Regions from separate parts of the Sus scrofa genome. Here region 1 is linked to region 2. The links are chromatin contacts, called in public HiChIP or PLAC-seq maps. All regions are on one chromosome and are shown on one strand. The core of a region is the stretch at or near the end of the contact, and the rest is flanking DNA. Distances in the headings are between cores, read along the strand shown.

Region 1 (5,303 bases), core at 2,126-4,625, 100 kb before region 2:
AACAGAGAATGTTATTAGCAAATAACATAAACAAATTTTAAGTACAAAGCAATGTCAAAATTAATTCTTCTGAGTTTTAATATCTAGGTAGAAACAAAATGCAGCAAGTCTACTCCTCAGGGAAGGCAATAGATTGTATAGTTATCTCCTGAACAGGGTAAAATCACTACCCCACAACTATACAATCTACTACCTCACTCTGATAGAGCAATCTCTTCTTCGGGAATAGAGCACAATCTCTTTATGTTGCATCATCAGTTACCAATCAAAATAAAATACACTTACTCTGACACACAGTAAAAGTATCCCCACCCAACCTGTATACCTGGTAATGTTTTTAGTCTCTAAAATAAGCAGCAACTTGTACACCATAAGGAAATACTGAACCACAGCATTTTTACAAAAGTTAATCTTAAATGTCATACAACTTGTACTGATGTTGAGTGATGCTTGGATGATGCTGTCTGGATGCAGATTTTTCTATCACGTTAGGAAAGACAGTAGATTGTATAGTTATCTCCCAGTGGTGGGTGTGACCCTAAAACTATACAACCTACTACCTCATCCCACAGTGAAGAGAACGTCCACAGTGAATGCTGAAAAGGGACCACAGCTGAGCACCACAGGAAAGCTTTCTCCTAGGTAATCCTGGTTCTCCTGTGTGATTAAAGGAGAAAGAAAAAAGTATTAGACTCCTTTCATTCACTTAACATAATCTATGATTAAATGCAATAATGTACAGAGCTATCAAAAAATATACATCCGACTAGGAACCATGAGGTTGTGGGTTCGATCCCTGGCCTCGCTCAGTGGGTTAAGGATCCGGCACTGCCATGAGCTGTGGTGTAGGTCACAGACGCAGCTTAGGTCTGGCATTGCTGTGGTTCTGGCGTAGGCCCAGCAGCTACAGCTCCGATTAGACCCTTAGCCTGGGAACCTCCCTATGACGCGAATGCAGCACTAAAAGGACAAAACACACACATCCATACATGAGAACCTCATTTTTAAATTAACCTACTCAAGTATTCCATGTCAGCAAACACTAAGTGATCTTATTAAAAGAAAACCAATGATTATCTACTGGATCTGAGGCAAGATAAGGATCCTTCCTTCACTAGAAAAGTGCTGTGAAGATCAAAGATGGTAACCACTTTGGTACAATACTCTCTGAACTAAGCAATATGACCAGTTTAGTTTTATAATCAAAATCTTGAGCTAAACCATATTAAATATCAGTCTTCAATTTACAGACTTCATACTTAAGAAGCAGCCACTGTAAAGATTACTTAATTTCAAAGAAAGCAAGCTGCTAAGTAGTTACTTAGTAATAACCAAAACCTGTAAACAAAACCACTCTTAGGACATATAGTTCAATGTAACAGAACTTAACATCCAGAAATAAACCCCATATACTGGGTCAACTGATTTTCAACAAGAGTGCCACCACAATTCAATGGGGAAACAAAAGTTTTTTTCGACAAAGAGTGCCAGAACAACTGGATATCCACATGCAAAAGAATGAATCTGGACCCCTACACCTCGCACCACATATAAACGTAACCTAAGACCAATAACCTCCTTTAAAGAAGGATAAATAGCCATTTCTCTAAAGATGTGATTAATAAGAAAAAAGGGCCAATAAGTACATAAAAAAACCTCACATCATTTATTAGTCATCAAACCAAAATCATAATGGGGTATCACTTTCAGATCCACGAGGATGGCCATAATCAAAAAGAGACCAAGGATGTGGAAAAATTAAATTACATTACCATTGCTGGTGGGAACGTAAAATGGTCAGGTGCTTTGGAAAAGTTTAGCAGTTTATCAAAAAATTAACCAAATGATCCCGCAACTTCACTTACAGGTATATTCCTAACAGAATTAAACACAAAACTTAAATATGAATGCTCACAGCAACATATCTCATTTGGAGTCAAAATAACCAAGGTTCAAATCCTGTCCCTGCTCACTCACTGACACTCTGGAACCCAGCCCCTCTGTAACATCAATACAATGGACTAAATGATCCATAATACAGGAAAAGAGTTACCACACCCTCAATATATATAAGACCCCACCATTAAGCCCTTCAAGTGAGCCACCTTATCTCATGGTGTCTATTTTACATAGGTGTAAACTGGTGCCAGGAAGTTTAATAACTGGCTCCAAATTACAAGGAGAGACAGCACTGGATCTCCAAACTCAAACTCACCATACCTCAGCCAATTTCAATTCTACAAGGCCAGATAATTCACGATATGAACATGCAGACAACTGTCCCTAAAAAGATTTTTCTGGGAGTTCCCCTCATGGCTCAGTGGTTAACGAATCCAACTAGGAACCATGAGGTTGCGGGTTCGATCCCTGGCCTTGCTCAGTGGGTTACATATCAGGCGTTGCTGTGGTGTAGGTCACAGACGCAGCTCAGATCTTGTGTTGCTGTGGCTGTGGCCTAGGCCTGCATCTACAGCTCCAATTTGACCCCTAGCCTGGGAAACTCCATATGCCATGGGTGCAGCCCTAAAATAAATAAATAAATAAATAAGAACCAAGAGGAAAACCAGCTGGTACCTCCAACCCAATTCTCAAGCCCAGCCTGATTTTCCTCATTTAAAACATGTTTGAATCCTCAGCAAATGTAGGAATTTAAAATGAAGTAAACAATAGAATTTAAAATGTATTCACTTTTCAAGCTTGGAAAATGAGGCATGTTTACTTTGTACTATTTTTCTTGATCCAGCAATGTATACAGGTACCCATACTGGTAGACAGCAATCCAGCAATTTATACACCAGGAGCTTTTAAAATGCTCCTCCAATTGGGGGAAAATACATACAAATGTAACCCAAAAATTGTTATTTATGGGTGAGGGGCAGGGGGAACAATTATCTACTATGTAGCATCACTATTCATTAGAGCAATAGCTTCCAAAAGTCTATGATCCACATGAGAAAAAGGTTTTATAATTCAAAACAGTACTCATACATGTCTATACATACATAATACAAAATACTAATACAGTAAAATACTACTATTCACTATTGTTCAAAAATCAATACTAACCCCTATTCTTTTTCTACTTTATTATACAGATTAAATTGATTTTATGATCCACTGATGGTTTTCAACCTACAGTTTTTCAGATTAATACTGATGAGAGCAAATTTTGGAAACTAAAATCTAACAGTTGAGAGTAGGCAATGTTTAGTTAAGCAAGCTTTCAGAACACAGAACACAATCCACATAACAAATAACAAGGATCCATAGAAATGTTCATTAAGAAATAAAGTTAAAGAAAAACTAACATGTACACTGTCACAACTACACAATGTTTGACTAAAGAAAGAGAAAGGAGTTGGGTCACAGAGCAGGTTTACTTTCAGTTCTTCAGATTTTCCCCTCTGAAGTCAGAGCACACTTCAGAATCTGAGACTCGGAAATAATCTTGGGGCCTCTGTTATGTTAACTCATTAAAATCAGTATTTAAGGTCTCGGCATTGTCACTGCTGTAGCTTGGGTCTGATCCCTGGCCTGGACACTTCTCCATGCTGTGGAGGCGGAAAAGGAAGGAAGGGAGGGAGGGAGAGAAAAATAACTACAGAGAAAGAAAAAGGAAGGAAGGAAAGATGATGGGGGGGAGGAAAATATGAAAGTCACAAAGCACAATGCCAGGTGCACAGAGGATACTCAGTAACTTGTAGCTTCAATCATCAGTATTAGATATTAACTAAAACATTCTTAGACAAGACTATTAGCTGAAACTATCTGAATGTGATCTTTCAGATAATTCCTTTTCTAACTAAAAGTAACATAACTTTCCATGTATCTTCTATCCTTATTCACGCACTACCTTAATCTGTAGCTTGAACTCTTCCCATCCCTATTAAAAATACTAATAATTAAACATCACAATTCAACTTGGACAAAATGTTCCTGCGCAACATAGCAGTGCAGGAAAGATTAGAGCAATGGCTTTCGGATACAGCAGCTTCTTAGCAGCTGTGTTCTTGGGCAAATTAAATAACCTTCTTGAGGTTTATTTCTCATCAGTTGGGGAACTAACATCCACACCCTCAGAAGACCGTTTTGAGGATTAGGAACACATGCAAAGCACCTTAATGACCTAGAAGTAAGTACTCAACAAATGGTAACCCTTGTTCTAATAAATCAATCTGAGAGAGAAACTAACTTTAAATTCCTGGATATACTTGTGACAGTCAAAAATACTTATCTTCAATTTAATCATGCTGTGTCAACTTAAAATGTGCTGTGAAGAGGCATATCTACTTATTAATTATGATTTAAGCTTGTTTATCTGTATTTCTATCAAGTAAGGTTTCATTTTAAAATCCACTTATATCTTAGTAAATGACAGTGTATGACATCTTATGTTTAATACTTGTGTATAGTCAACACCTTAAAGTCAGAGTTCTTCACCTATAAGCACAATGAATTTCAGAATGTACAATTTTTCTACAAGACTCCACAGCTTTTACCACATTTACAAAGTCTATAACTAAAAGAAGGTTAAGCGTTATGGTCCTAAAAACACATGAATATACATTCTGAAAGCTACATACTAATTGAAATACATAAATACCACTTTTGCATTGTCAATTTTAGTAAGATAGTATTTTATTTTATTTTTTGTCTTTTCTAGGGCCGCACACGGAGCTTCCCAGGCTAGGGGTCTAATTGGAGCTGTAGCTACCAGGCTACCCCAGAGCCACAGCAACACGGGATCCAAGCCTTGTCTGGGACCTACACCACAGCTCACAGCAACACCAGATCCTTAACCCACTGAGTGAGGCCAGGGATCGAACCTGCAACGTCATGGTTCCTAGTTGATTTGTTAACCACTGAGTCACAAAAGGAACTCCCTAGTAAGACAGTATTTTAAACAAACAAGCTTCTAGTTCTTAAAATACGCTAAACCTAGTCCAAAGCCAGGCATACTCTACTTTCTATGGCTTATTAGAGTTTGAGGAACTCTCTTGTGGTGAGGTGGGCTGAGGATTCAGTGTTGTCACTACTGGTTACTGCAGTGACACAGCTCTGAACTTCTGAGAAAAACTTTTTCCAGCAGTCTTATTTCCTACCTTTTATAATATTTCACATACTTCTATAAACAAAGCACCTCAGAAAATTTTTACTTTTATTTATTTATTCTTTTTCCTTTTTCTTTTTATGGACGCACCTGCAGCACGTGAAGTTTCCAAACTAGGGGTCAAATTGGAGCTGCAGGCCTACGTCACAGCAACAAAGCAGCACCAGATTTGAGTCACATCTGCTACCTACAC
Region 2 (5,222 bases), core at 641-3,140:
TCACCATATTTCAAATAAAATGTATATATAACCAAGAAGAAAAAACCATAGGCCAGGCCTAAGTGAGGGTCATTTAGCAGAGGTCAGTGCCAACAGAGAAGGCAACAGAAGAGGGTGCATGGCACGTAGCCTGGCAGGATGTGGGCCTCATGTGGAGAAAGAGCTAAGGTGCTGATGGCTGGGCAGGGCTGGTAGACTGGTTATGAAAAGGAGGGCTGAATAAATAAGCAAACATATCGGGGCTAGTAAGACACTGGTTTCTGGAGTTCCCATTGTGGACTATCATGTTAAGAACTGGACACTCCTGCGCAGGGACCTATATCTAATCATTTGTGACAGAACATGATGGAAGATAATATGAGAAAAAGAATGTATAAATATGTATGGCTGGGTCACTCTGCTGTTCAGCAGAAACTGACAGAACACTGTAAATCAACTATAACAAAATTAAAAAAACAACAACAACAACAACAGAAATACAGCAAGACATCAATCATTTTCCCAAGGAGCCCTGGTTTCTCTGTGGATGCATCTCTCTGAGGATGTAGGTTCGATCCCTGGCCCTACTCAGTGGGTTGAGGATCTGGCACTGCTATAAGCTGTAGCTCCAATTTGACCGCTACCCTGGGAATCTCCATGTGCCGCAGGTGTGGCTATAAAAAGAAAAAAATAGAGCCAGACTTCTCATTCTTGGAGATGGGAATTATAAACATAATTGAAAAAGCTAGAATAATGGTATTGAGTTGGATTAGAATAGGAAGTACCAAATGAAGTCATGGTTTTCAACATGTACAGATAGAAACAAAAATAAATACGCATGTAAAAACGGACAGGTGTATGTGTGTGTGTATGTATATTAATGCATATTTCCTAGCATTCTCTCCTAGGGAGCTTGGGAACTCTAACATTCCAGCAGTTAGCACATCCAGTAGTTAAATACATCTTGGTTTCTAAATACCGCCCCACCCCCCACCACTAACCCCAGCCCCAGCTAAAAGAAACCAGGGCCCCTTGGGAAAAAATGACTGATTTCAGGGGTGAGACAGGGAAAGCACAATATGAGACTAGAAGCTCTTGCTGTCCTAGAAAGTAAGGAATGTCAAAATGATAGAGCTAAAGGGTTCTTACCGGCCAAATATGACAGTACCATATTTGAGCATCAAAATGAATGATAGTAAAAGACGGTATTGCATTGAACAAAATAGCAACCTAAACTGAAATAAAGAAATGAGTGAACAAATAAATGGAAAGGGAAATTTCTTCCTCATAGTAAAGTGCCAACTAAGAAATGCAGAGGGAGTGATGGAATTAAAAAACCTCCACTTAGGAGTTCCCTTCGTGGCTCAGTGGTTAACGAATCCGACTAGGAACCATGAGGTTGCGGGTTCGATCCCTGGCCTTGCTCAGTGGGTTAAGGATCTGGCGTTGCCGTGAGCTGTGGTGTAGGTCACAGACACGGCTGGGATCCCACATTGCTGATTGGACCCCTAGCCTGGGAACCCCCATATGCCACAGGAGCGGCCCTAGAAAAGGGAAAAAAGACCAAAAAACAAAAAACAAAACAAAACAAAAATGCTCCACTTAGTTATCTATCATAGTAATAATTAAAAGCTGAAACTACTGCGTAAAAGCTGGATGAGGACCAGGATATATACATGGTCTCAAAACATCTCTCATGAAATATTAATTATGAACAGAGAAAGAACAATTTGTAATAGGTAATTCTTGGCAGATACCGCTTTACTGATGCAATCAAACTTAACATTTCCAGTTTTAAAGTAAAATGATATCTGTGTCACTCGATAGGATACACTATAAGAAAAGCATAGACTCACTTTTGTGATGTTTCTGTCAAAAATGCATAACCTCAATCTTATGATGAAATAGCAGACAAACCTAAATTGAGGAACATACTGCAAAAGAACTGGCCTGTACTCTTCACAAAGGTCAAAGAGGACTACAGTCATCAAAAGAAACTGAAAAAAAAATTGATAAGAATCCTTCTGCTATTAAAGGATATCATTGAGACAGCTGATAAAACCTGAATGGGGGTCTCTGGGTAAAAAATACACAGGAATTTTTTTGTAGTTTTCTGTATAAGTTTGGAATTATTTTAAAATAGAAGAACTAATATCACAAAAAAAGAGACAACAAGACATCATGGGCATCCTGATAGAAGAATATAGCACCATCCATGTAATATTATGCCAATAAAAAAAAAATCTGATTAGACTCTACATCCCTCTATCAATTCTATTTACAGGAAATACCACAAGGATATAACCAGCAAAATACAGATTGTGGCAAACTCTATAGGGCCAAAAAAAAAAAAAAAAAAAAAAAAAAAAGTGGTTTCTCCAACAAACTATAAGGAACAAGAGACAGGGAAAGCCAAATTTAAAAGATATTAGACACACATCAACCAATTACAGTATATTAAACAATGTGGTTTTTTGGATCTTGATTCAAATAAACATACATATATGTATGAGACGATCAGAAATTTGAGCAATGTTCAGATGCCTAAGCAATTAGTGTTAAATTTATTTTTAGTTAATGCAATGATGATATGGTTAACAAATGAAATAATCTGGAAGTAGAGGAAGGGAGTAGAGGGAGTGAGTGAGCTGAGACTGTTAAAGCTGATTTATATAGGGGATAGTACTTCCATGGGGTACAGGGGTGTGATAATCACATGTGAATCTTTAGTGGATTCTGTATACTTCCATGAATGTTGAAAATTTCCAAAATAAGACTTTTCTTTTTTCCCCAAAAAATGTAGAATCATGATTTAAATTAAGGTCTATTTCCAAAGCTAATTATTGCTGAGTTTTCTATTTTCCTTTAAAAGTAATTTTTTTTAATGGCCACACCCATGGCATACGTTAGTTCCCAGGCCAGGGGTCTAATCCGAGCTACAGCTGCCGGCCTCCATCACAGCTACAGCAACTTGGGATCTGAGCTATGTCTGCAACCTACACCACAGCTCACCTCAACACCAGATCCTTAACCCACTGAGTAAGGCCAGGGATCAAACCTGCATCCTCATGGATCCTAGTCGGGTTCGCTTACTGCTGAGACACAACGGGAACTCCTCTTTTAAAAGTAATTTAAGTACTTTAGTTGTATATCTCCTAAAATTTCCCATGATCCATTAGCCAAAATTAAGAAAAAAATACTAGAAGTTTAATTGACCATCGTCATAAATGAGATGCATTTTAAGAAGATATAAAGTAAGCTTTTTATTTTTCTAGATTTTTTTCCTAGTTCAAAATTAGCTACATTTATACACTGAGGAATATTTTATTTTTTTAAAAAAGTGTCTTGGAAAAGGTAAAAATCAGCTTCTCTAGTGGGTGACAATAGAGGTTACAACCTTCCTAGGGGCATTTGGAAATGGATATGCTTTGGTTGTCACTGTAATTAATCACTGTAACCTGGGGGGTGGGCAGGGTTACCAAATGTCTTCAATGCTCAGAGCTCTCCTGTACCATGAGGAGTTGTCCCACCTCAAAAGCCAACAGAACCCCAGGCGAGAAACACCAACTTAGACGGTAACATTCCAGTAGAAGAAGGGCTAGGGAAAAAGACTCATCCAACTCCTACATTCTTAGCTGCAAAGTTACTTAGGGGGAAAAAAACACCCCATTATTCTACAAGAGAAGCAGTAAGTAGATACCATCATTGCATTTGTTTTAGAGAGCACCTCTTTCTAAAACCAAGGAAATGAACATGCAGTAAGCCTGGCACACAAAAGCTTTCCATAGATGGTAGCTATCAGATGTATTAGTCCCTCTAGAGCCAGACACAGAAGGGACAGGGGAAGGAGAATCTACAAGGATCTGGAATCCAGAAAAGGTCAGAAGTGGGAAAAGAGAGCTCCCTCTGGTGGAGTGGTTAGATTCCAACATGAGGCACAATCAGCTGAGAACCAATTATTCCCAGCAAGTGCTTAACTCTTAATACTTTTAGACCCTTACTCCTTTACTTTTCCTTATATTATCTAATCCATACTCAGGAAAAGCAAACACTTCAAAGTTTCCTATAGAGGAGCACCAAAGCGAACATGGGCAAAACCCAAAGTAGGCAGTAAGAAAACCACATGCAAGGGTACTGCCAAGGAAAATTATTCATGGAGTTCCCATCGTGGCGCAGTGGTTAACAAATGAGGTTGCGGGTTCGATCCCTGGCCTTGCTCAGTGGGTTAAGGATCTGGCATTGCCATGAGCTGTGGTGTGGGTTGCAGACGAGGCTCGGATCTCACGTTGCTGTGGCTCTGGTGTAGGCTGGTGGCTTCAGCTCCAATTCGACCCCTAGCCTGGGAACCTCCATATGCCGCGGGAGCAGCCCTAGAAAAGGCAAAAAGACAAAAAGACACACACACACACAAAAAAAAAAAAAAGAAAGAAAATTATTCAGCATTTCTCTTGCCAACTGTTGGTGGTAGTAACCAGAACAGCGGTGCCAAAGTCACAGGGAATCAAGGTGTACTTCCAGCTTAGAACTTGCAACAGTGAGAGTAAGGATGAGTGTGGCAGTAAGACTCTGAGTCACAGAGCACCCTTCCTTCCCAGGCACCTTGTAAAAATCAGTACAGTAGGACAGTGACAAAGGAGAGGAAAAAAAAAACCAAAACGAAACAGAGGAGGAGAGCTTCTCAATGTGTTTTCTAAGTGACACTTGCGAATAACAAAAGAAGAAACTAGTAAAAGGCTGAATCACAAGTAGGCATTTGATGAGAGCAACAGCTGGATAATTTCAGTTTAAGAGGAGAACGCAGGCGACAAACACTGTTTTAAATATTCCTTCTTAAAAGAGTAAGGAGAGAACAACCAAGACGGTGGAACAGAAACCTCCTCTTATGTAAGCACGTCCAAATTACAACTATCTGCGGAAAAACCATGGATGAAAGAGACTGGAACCTACCAGAAAAGATCTCCTACAACTAAAGACAAAAAAGGAACCACAACAAGATGGGTAGGAGGGGTGGACTTGTGATATAATCAAATCCCATATGCCCGGGTGGACAGCCCACAAACTGGAGAATAACATACTCTGGAGAATAATGGTGAGAATTCTGAGCCCCGCGTAGGAATCCTAGCCTGGAGGTCCTGCACTGGGAGGATGATTCAGCTTTGAAGGCCAGTGGGGCTTGAATTTTGGGAGCCCCACAGAAATGGGGAAACAGAGCCTTCACTCGTAAAGGACACACACAAAATCTC

The links. HiChIP or PLAC-seq counts read pairs in DNA pulled down with a chosen protein or histone mark.
Region 1: an H3K27ac HiChIP or PLAC-seq map of alveolar macrophages shows a contact between it and region 2. The contact joins two enhancer-like sites. A contact is called at or near these places in 2 of 47 Hi-C or Micro-C datasets (embryonic fibroblasts and epiblast stem cells) and 1 of 2 datasets of contacts at active chromatin or transcription factors (alveolar macrophages).

What each region holds. Positions count from the first base shown.
Region 1 is chr3:43,460,938-43,466,240 of Sscrofa11.1, reverse strand. It overlaps MIRLET7A-2 (microRNA let-7a-2), which reads right to left and starts at 574; the gene lies at 483-574. MIRLET7F-2 (microRNA let-7f-2) reads right to left here and starts at 207; the gene lies at 111-207. Within about 2 kb of position 3,375, at least 7 of the 83 cell types and tissues checked have an H3K27ac peak or open chromatin away from gene starts, as enhancers often do. A contact at or near this core is called in alveolar macrophages, where this site is marked.
Region 2 is chr3:43,358,484-43,363,705 of Sscrofa11.1, reverse strand. All of the region lies in intron 2 of PTPDC1 (protein tyrosine phosphatase domain-containing protein 1), which reads right to left. Among named protein-coding and RNA genes, the nearest start is that of PTPDC1, 40 kb to the right of the region's middle. Within about 2 kb of position 1,890, at least 1 of the 83 cell types and tissues checked has an H3K27ac peak or open chromatin away from gene starts, as enhancers often do. A contact at or near this core is called in alveolar macrophages, where this site is marked.